2 separate regions of the Sus scrofa genome follow, and region 1 is linked to region 2. A link is a contact called in public HiChIP or PLAC-seq data. All regions are on one chromosome and are shown on one strand. The core of a region is the stretch at or near the end of the contact, and the rest is flanking DNA. Distances in the headings are between cores, read along the strand shown.

Region 1 (4,833 bases), core at 1,444-3,943, 230 kb before region 2:
ATTGCCGTGAGCTGTGGTGTAGGTAGCAGACACAGTTTGGATCTGGCATTGCTGTGACTATGGTGTAGGCCAGTGGCTAGAGCTCTGACTGGACCCCTAGCCTGGGAACCTCCATATGCCGCGGGAGCGGCCCAAGAAATAGCAACAACAACAACAACAACAACAAAAAGACCAAAAAACAAAAAAAAAAAAAAAAAAAAAAAAAAAAAAACAAAGAAAGGAAGACTGTCCACAGGGCTCTCAGTGTCCAAGAACCAGATTCATGTTCCTCAATGCCCAATCACCACAACCCTCTAGGCAGCTTAGGTAGGATAATACAACCCAACCTGAAGACCACTAATTCCGCTCCTTAGCTCAAGGGAAGCTTGGAAAAATACCTGGGGGAGGGGCTTGCTGATAGCCTGGTACTGGACCATTGTAGGCTCCATAGGGAGTGGGGGCAGCTGGGGATCCTTGTTGTCCACCATAGCTGGATTGATGATACCCTGGGTAGACAGGCTGGGGCTGCCCGAATGGCGGCACAGGTGGAGCTGACTGGTTAACGTTCATTATGAGAGCATCCCCAACTTGGTCTCACCTATTAGATGAAAGAGAAGAGAGAAATTAGTCAAAATCAACTTTCTTGCTTTTTTTTTAAGGCTGCACCCATGGCATATGGAAGTTCCCAGGCTAGGGGTCAAATCAGAGCTGCAGCTGCACAGCCACAGCAACACAGGATCTGAGCTGTGTCTGCAACCTACACCACAGCTTACAGCAATGCCGGATCTCTAACCCACTGAGCAAGACCAGGGATTGAGCCCACGTCCTCGTGGATATAGTTGAATTCATTTCTGCTGCACCACAATGGGAACTCCCCAGAATCAACTTTCTAAAGAGAGAGCACTATTCACAGTAGGAATCAGAGACAGAAAAGGATGGAGCTTATCAAGCAGTGATCGGCCTAATCATTTCCACACTACCAAAGGATCTTTGTAATTTTCTGCCTCAGACAGTAGGTAAGATTGCCTCCTCAAAGTAAGGATTTTGTTACTCTCAACCCCATGCTTTGTCATTGCCAAGAGGGTATAAATTTCAACTTCAGATAGGCCCACTAGAATGGAGCAGCAGCCTCCATTCCTCGTGGTACGATTTCTAGTGTCTAGTCATACCACTGATGAACTGCTGTGATATTACAGGTAACTGAAACAATGTTCCCACTTTCCATTCATTAACTCTAGCATCCATTCATTCCACAAAAATGAATACCTTCTAGTGTGCTAGTCATTTTTAATCACTCAGACTTCATAGCTAAAACAGATCGGCAAAATTCCCTCCCCCTCAGAAGGCAAATTTTAGAGTAACCGGCTAGAGAAAAGACATTTTTTGGTTAAACTGCAGTAAATCAAGTGCTTCTCCATCCCCAGTATTCCCACCAAGAGTGTATGGACCTTAGAACTGAAGCATTAAAAATCAATAAATGTAAAGAACAGTTGAAAACTCTAGCAAGTTACCAGATTAGAATTAAGTGCAGGCCTGGCACAAAACATCTCACAACAACCCAGGGAAACAGTTCAAAGATCAGTGGCAAAGTTACATTTCACGGAAAAAGATCATTCACCTTATCCTTCTAGCAGAGGGACTATGAGTATTTCAAATCTCAATGCACTTCTCCAACTCTCCAGTTTGTGCTCTCCTTATATGTCATGAATCTAGGCCACCACCGAAATTATCACAATCTTTTCCAGCAAAAGAGGAATGAACTGGAGAGCCTTTCCAGGGTCCTTTCAAGAAGAAGACTCTCTGATCATATCTACTACTCTACATAGCCTGATCATTCCAAATATCCTATAGACAGAAGGGGCCCAGGAAGCAAAAAAGTTCAGTTTCTGCAATGGAACAATGGGCCTCTCCCCTTTGCTAGGAAGGGCCATTTTGACCACAGAAAAACTGAGCTGCTTCTGGACTAGAACTCTTTAAATTCAACGCCATCTCGGGAGCTGTTCTTCCAAATACTAAACCTAGCACAGAGCACCACATGAAGCTTGACAGACGTCCTCTTCACCTTTATCCTCCTAAAGTCAGTGTGGGAGTGGGGATGGCAGAAAAGGAGCTTCTTTTCGAGGAAATAACCCTTTCAAATACACCCAAGAGTTTGAAGTAAGGCTCAAGTCTCTGAGTGGACAGTCAAGGGTGACAACCCAGGGGGCGGGGCAAGCTTCCTAGAACTCTTAAAGTAGTCGAACTGTGGAGGCTGGGAGCGTCGGGGCTCAAACCCGAGAAGCCAAGCCAGCTTCTCAGGCCACGATGAGAGAGAGGGCTGGTCCACTAAGCAGTAGATCAAGGGTCTCTCGCCCTTCAGCAGGCTCAGGGCAGGAAGCGGGAGCCGGAATCTGGGCCAAGAGGGGAGAAGGGAGGGTCTAGGACTGATCCTGGACTGTGGATGCCTGAGGTGAGGGTCTCTCCCTGGGCCCCGCCCCGGGCTCCTCCCATTCTTCTGAGACCGGACCCCAATCTGGCCAGTGATACCCCGGCCTCTCTTCTGCTTTCTACCCACCAACCTCCCGAAGCCACTCCTCACCCGGCTCCAGATCCAGGTTCGACTTCGTTCCTAACGTCAAGGCTCCCAGGCTCCACTTCCGGTTCCGAGGAAGCCGGCCCTTCGCCCCCGGAAGTTCCACCCCCACGTTCCAGGGCCACTCCTTCTGCCACGTCTGCGGTAGGAGCGCGCTGAGGAACCCGGATGCCGCGCACGCGCCATTTTCCCCTCCCATTATGGCCGTCACCTGGGACGCTTCGCTGGTTCCTATGCATTTTCGCTCCACCCCAACCCCCACCGCCACCCACCCCAGAGTCCTGGTAACTTAAGGTCCCATCAGCTGAGATGCGATTGAGAAAGCTAGGTCAACTATCTTTAGTAACGCTCCTCCAGTTCCGCTATGACAGAGACCGCTAGATTTAGAGTCCTGTAGCGACTTCCTGCTGACCCCTGGCCCCATTGATTTCCGTCTTCGATGTTCTCACCCATGACCTTTGCTGGTCCTGAGTTTTGCGGAACGGAATGTATAATATAAAAGGACACTAATTCTTCTTTTGGGCTTCATGTGTTGAAGTTGTGGCTCTTCAGTTCTCTAACTTGGGTGACTTAATCTCAGCCTCGGTTTCTTTAATCTGTAAAATGGAGAAAATATGAATGCCCTTCTAATAGCTTGTGGAGAGGACGGAATTAGGTCACATAGAGTGCCTGACAACATAGTAAGTGCTTCTTACTTTTTTTTTTTTTCTTTTTTTTGGTCGGGCCAGTGGCATGTGGAAGTTGGCAGAACAGGGTTTGAACCTCTTACCACAGCAGTGAAAAGGCTGGATCCTTAACCTGCTGAGCCACCAGGGAACTCCTAGTTAACCATTTTTATTTAGTGCCTTGGTTTAGATGCAGAGCTCTGCTAAAGCCTGATGATCTCTACTCTCAGAACACCCCCAGCCTATTGGGTAATTATTATTACCCATTTAGTGAGTAACAATAATTGTAGCTGGTATTTGTGGTAATTTAAAAAATATACATAACCTCATTTAATCCTTTCAATAATTTTTTTCATTTTTAATAATAGTAATTATTTTAGTACAAATATTGATGTTTATTTTTAGATAATAAAAATTCAGGAGCATTTTTCTACTTCATAGCATCCATTAAATCAATTTTATGACTTTTTGCATTATAATATATTCATTTATCATTTTTTGTATTTTTTTATTTTTTCTCTTTTGTCTTTTTAGGGCCTCACCCTTGTCATATGGAGGTTCCCAGGCTAGGGGTCCAATCGGAGCTGCAGCTGCCAGCCTATGCCAGAGCCATAGCAACACCACATCTGAGCCACGTCTGTGACCTACATCAGAGTTCACAGCAACACCAGATCCTTAACCCACTGAGCGAGGCCAGGGATTGAACCTGCAACCTCATGGTTCCTAGTCGGATTTGTTTCCGCTGCACCACAACAGGAACTCACTGTATTTCTTTTTTTAACAGTATTTAATTTACTGTGAGTTTCAGGTGTATAGCAAAGTGATTCAGTTACACACACACACACACGCACACATATATATTCTTTTTCAGATTATTTTTCATTATGGATTATTACAGGATATTGAGTATGGTTCCCAGTGCTATACAGTAGGTCCTTGTTTACCTATCTTATACATGATGGTGTGTATATCCTAATCCCAAATTCCTAGTTTATCTCTTCTGGGACCCTCCTGCTCTATCCTTTGGTAACCCTAAGTTTGTTTTCTATATCCATGAGTCTATGTCTGTTTTGTATCATTTGTATCATTTTTTTTAAGATTCCATATATAAGTGACATCATATATTTGTCTTTTTTTTTTTCTTTTTTGTCTTTTTAGGGCTGCCCCCACAGCATTTGGAGGTTCCTAGGCTAGGGGTCTAATGGGAGCTGTAGCTGCTGGCCTACACCACAGCACAGCAACATCAGATCTGAGCTGCCTCTGTGACCTACACCACAGCTCACGGCAACACCAGATCCTTAACCCACTGAGCGAGGCCAGGGATCAAACCTGAAACCTCGGGGTTCCTAGTCAGATTCGTTTCTGCTGTGCCCCGACAGGAACTCCATATTTGTCTTTCTTTATCTGACTTCAATTAATATGACAATCTCTAGGTCCATCCATGCTACTGCAAATGCATTATTCATTCTTTTTTATGGTCAAGTGATATCTATCTATATAGCTATAGATACATCCATCTTCATCCATTCATCTGTTGATAGACTTTTAGGTTGCTTCCATGTCTTGGCTATTGTAAATAGTGCTGCTTTGGGTGAATGTATCTTTTTTTTTTTTTTT
Region 2 (4,788 bases), core at 2,265-4,764:
TTGCCACTGTAGTTTGGTATTTTCCTTTACTTTGGTGGCCTGCTTCCCTCATGCCCTGGAATACAACTCAGAGCTCCAGGCAGCGGAACCATCTATTGTTTGTTTGCCAGAAAGTGCACCCTGTATGGTCTCCTGTCTAAGTTGGAAATATTATGCATGTGCAGGACTATTCGAGTATTTTATAAACAGTAGCACACAATAAATTCCATGCATGGGCCGCTGCTCCTATCTCTGTGTTGGGTTTTATTTGGAAGATGTAGTCTGATTTGACCTTTTCATGCAAATCAGAAAATCTTGTTAATGGAACTGGGATATATCCTTCAGAAAAAAAAAATATCTTATGGATAGTTCATGGTAATTTGATGAATTAAATTCTTGTCTTCCTAAGTTTTGCTTTTTTTTTTTTAAAACTTTGGTTACACTTGTTTTATATGAGCATTAGTAACTGAGCACTAGAAGACTCTGGGTATCTATTATAGGCCTAAATCTATTATTTAAAATTACTGTTTCACTTAACTTTTAATTGAAAGAAAATGTTATTGCCTAGAATGTTGTTACAGTACTGTTTGGAATTTATTAGGTGTTTTTTTAACCAGAAGAAAAAATGATACTGCATTTTCCTGCTATTACATTCTTTTCTTTGTCACAATCACAAAAAGTATAGAATTTTGCAAATTGAGGGAAGTTAGGATGTTTCTCAACATTTTATAATAATATAGTCTTACAGCAACTTCACAGTTTTCAACAATAATTATTATGATACATGGAGTTCCCATCATGGCGCAGAGGAAAAGAATCTGACTAGGATCCATGAGGTTGCAGATTTGATCCCTGGCCTCAATCAGTGGGTTAAGGAGCTGGCGTTGCCGTGAGCTGTGGTGTAGGTCACAGACGTGACTCAGATCTGGCATTGCTGTGGCTGTGGTGTAGGCCGGCACCTATAGCTCTGATTAGACCCCTAGCCTGGGAACCTCCATATGCCATGAGTGTGGCTTTAAAAAAGACAAAAATATATATATAATAATGATACACATTATAAAGCATTAATTTAAATTGAAATATATATACTTACCTAATTCTGGGTAGCAAACAAAACACAAATTGTTGATCATTACAGCTTCTACTTGCTGTAATATTAACTTGCATCTCAGTTCAAGTGCTGCCTTTAAAGTTACTATGCACAGAGTTCCCGTCGTGGCTCATTGGTTAACAAATCCGACTAGGAACCATGAGGTTGCAGGTTCGATCCCTGGCCTTGCTCAGTGGGTTAAGGATCTGGTGTTGCTGTGACTCTGGTGTAGACCAGCAGCTACAGCTCCGATTAAACCCCTAGCCTGGGAACCTCCATATGCTGAGGAAGCAGCCCAAGAAATGGCAAAAAGAAAAAATAAATAAATAAAGTTACTATGTACTTTTTTACCTTAAAGAGTCTTCTGGATGTTATTGGTTTATAAAAACTCTGCATCTCTAAGTTAAAAGCTTAACTGAGGTATCAGGTACCAGGAACTTTGTTAGCCCTTAGGTCCATCAGTAGGGTTATGTAGTATTTATGGGAATCATGGGTAAACATAAAGCATCATTAGCAAACTAGAGGAATTATAGGTTAATGGTAAAAATTAAAAAGGAGAAAATAAGAAGTAATGGAACTCAAGGAAGTATACATAAGAGTGGTTGAATCATCACCAAGTGCCTCACAGATCCCTTCCTACTTGTTGAATAGGAACCTCTTTCCAGTCTGTCTTCTCAATAGTTTCACAACAAACCATAAAAGTATTTTTAAAGTTTTTTTTAAGAAATGTAACTCATGATGAATGCAAATTGTGAAAAGTTCAGATCTTTCTAAATTGTAAATTTAAATGTCTACCAGACCAGGTAGTAATGATGGTAAAATGTATGTTACTATTCAATATAAATTTTTTTCTATGTATCATCTCCCTTTGCATTCAAAGATGACACATCTGACTAAGAAAAGGCATTCTCTGACTTCCTTTACCTTTTGCAGTTCAGCCGTTTTTAACAGACCTCATAACCTTTAAATGTTCTGCTTGTTAAATTTGTTGATTAAATTGAATTGCCCCTATTTTATTCAGGACTTTTGCATATTATGACTGATCTTCCCTTGTCCACAGCTGATCTACGTAATGTTATGTAATGTTTTGTTGCATACTTAATACTTTTCTTCCACTTTCCCTGCCTATAGTTTATGCTTTCGACAGTTTGAGATTCCTTTGGAGTCCATTCTCTGCATCTTTTCATATATAGATTTACTTGTCACAGTCCAGGACCTCATTGCAAGTGGTTCTCTTCCCCAGTTTGATGATGTTCACAGAGGCAGGTAAGTGACATAGCTGGGGCTGGATGTAAACAGAATCAGATCTTACATTTATATAGGACCACTTCACTAACTTCTGCTAAATTCTGGAGTTTGATAGCTCCAAGGGAAAAGGAGCTAGGAATGTGGAATTAAATTCCCTGGATTAGCATCCATGACAGGAAGGAATGAGATGTTTGAGTTGATTCTTTTTTTGTTTTCTGTTCCTAGAAATAATGTGCATTTTTAGTCATTAACATTTTGGTCTTGCTTACTTTCATATTCCAGAAAATTTTATACCTCTTTTAAAATAAATTGGTGGAATGCCCCTGATGATATTTACCCAGAAAGTACCTTGTTCTCCTTTCAGGGAAATTGAATTTTACAAATTACTTCTGGATGTTTCGTCTATTAATTGATTTCCTTCTGCACCATGAAATGACTGTTTCTTCTCCTTTTTTTTTTTTTTTTTTTTTTTTTCTTTTTAGGGCCAACCTATGGCATATGAAAGTTCCCAGATTAGGGGTTGAATCACAGCCACACCTAGTGGCCCACACCTTCTGGTCACAGAAGTGCTGGATCCGAGCTGTATCTGTGACCTATGCAGCAGCTTGCAGCAATGCCAGATCCTTTACCCACTGGGTGAGGCTAGGGATTGAACCTGCATCCTCGTGGACACTACGTCGGGTTCTTAACTTGCTGAGCCACAGTGGGAACTCTGAAATGACCGTTTCTATTGTCCTTTTCTGAGTATTACATTTGTACTTAAGCCTGCACTGGTCATTGTGAGTTGTTGAATTAGTTTGTTTCGCTAAAAAGGACTTTTGGCTTGGGAGAACTAATCCTGAGTTGAGAATGACATCTAGACCTCCAAGCGTTCCTGTTTCTCTGGGCTAGTGCTTAACCCTTTCTAATCAAATATTGACTTCTGAACTAATCCCAAGGGTTTTTTCCTGACGTTAATGGACTGAGAGCAGAAATGCTGCCTTAGTGAGAGAAATCCAAGAAGCAGTCGGTTTCGTCTTTCCTCAGTCTGCCTGGCCTCTGGTGAGTTTGGGAGTGTTGACAAGTTCTGAGCCTTCTTGGCAAAGAAGGAAGGTCAGAAAGAGAGAAGTCCTTGGGCAGGGGGCCAGGTTCTTACTTTCCTCATTAGGGTGAATTCAGTGTTGTTTGCTTGGCAGGGCACACCTTATCACGGAGACCCAGCATTTCAGCAGTTTGCGAAGGAAAGTGATATGAAGGGACAGCTGCAAGTTAGCCACAAGCTAGATTTGAAGAGATCAAGCATTTATTTCACTTGGAAGAAAGAGAGAAGGAAGGAAGCTGAGGGCTTAGCAGGGTAAGTTACTTTTCCATCAGCTCCTCTGCTTGCTTAGTTTATAGTTGAGTAAAGCATTTATCACCCCAAGGAGTGTTAATCACTGATTAAGCAGCTGAATGTTGTCATAATAGCAATGTTCCTAATGTATTTCTCCTTTTCTTTTTCCCAACTCCAATGACTGGCTTATTCACCCTTCTCTTCCCTAATTCCCGAAAGACATTTTTTGTTTGCTGATTAGAGAAAATTAGATGAACCTCCCTGGTTTGGAGATGGTGAGAAGATGACGGATATAGGTGAAATTTGAGACTTTTGGTGGTAAGGAGGCCCAGAGATGGGAGACCTCCCATCCTAGGTGTGGGAATAGGCTAATATTTTAGGGAATTAGGTGATGGAAGGTAAGAGGTTTTGTAGGCCATTCAGTTCACGTCTCCTCTCCTTTCCAGTCCTTGGTATTGGTGTTCTTTCTCTTATATACTGGAAATAAATTAGAGCCCAAGTTACTGTCTTCGTTTCAGTTCAGACCTTTCCCTCTCCCAGCTTGGAGGGTCTTGTGCCTCTCTGGAGGAAAGTTAGAACTGGAGAGCCTGAGTACGCAACTCAGCCATGAGCCTGAATTTGTATACAGACAGAAATGGAAAGACCTGGCTTCTCATTCCCACCTTTTTATCTTCCTGCCAGAAAACTAGTTCATTTGTATCATGAGCCTACTTAGGCACAGAGGATAACTCTGATATCAGGGATTTCACCAATACCATGCCTCCCCAAGATGTGTGATCCCTTGACTTAGAGCCAGTTCAGTCATTCCTCTATTGAAGTTTATCTTCTGTTGGAGGAAGACCTCTCTTTGGAGAAGCAGATAAGTAACTTTCTGGTCTTAATTGGCTTTTATTGCAGTAAAAAGGCCTTTGGTTGAATATCAGGAAGATATTTATCATTAATCCTAGGATTTAAGACTCGTGAGTTATCTCAAAGATACTTTTCCTCTGTATCTATAAACAAAAGAACTTTCAAAGTGTAAGAAGGTGGTGTCTTGTTTGAGGGAGTTGGGTAGATAGAGCAAGCAGAAAAATGCTTCTTCTAGAATCGCCGTGATTCTGGGAATGTGATGAGGATGTTTGGTGGTTAAAAGTAGAGGTAAGAGGAGTTCCCACTGTGG

The links. HiChIP or PLAC-seq counts read pairs in DNA pulled down with a chosen protein or histone mark.
Region 1: an H3K27ac HiChIP or PLAC-seq map of alveolar macrophages shows a contact between it and region 2. The contact joins the promoter of SEC24C here to the promoter of MSS51 in region 2. A contact is called at or near these places in 3 of 5 promoter capture datasets (fetal liver, fetal skeletal muscle and liver), 3 of 47 Hi-C or Micro-C datasets (liver, psoas muscle and skeletal muscle) and 2 of 2 datasets of contacts at active chromatin or transcription factors (alveolar macrophages and skeletal muscle).

The regions. Positions count from the first base shown.
Region 1 is chr14:76,471,566-76,476,398 of Sscrofa11.1, reverse strand. It overlaps SEC24C (protein transport protein Sec24C), which reads right to left and starts at 2,693. Exons shown (of 24, transcript XM_013983347.2): 1 at 2,558-2,693; 2 at 378-577. The coding sequence starts at 549.
Region 2 is chr14:76,246,140-76,250,927 of Sscrofa11.1, reverse strand. MSS51 (putative protein MSS51 homolog, mitochondrial) reads left to right here and starts at 3,514. Exons shown (of 7, transcript XM_013983344.2): 1 at 3,514-3,650. PPP3CB (serine/threonine-protein phosphatase 2B catalytic subunit beta isoform) reads left to right here. Exons shown (of 23, transcript XM_021072583.1): 15 at 1-2,335; 16 at 3,256-3,358; 17 at 3,493-3,650.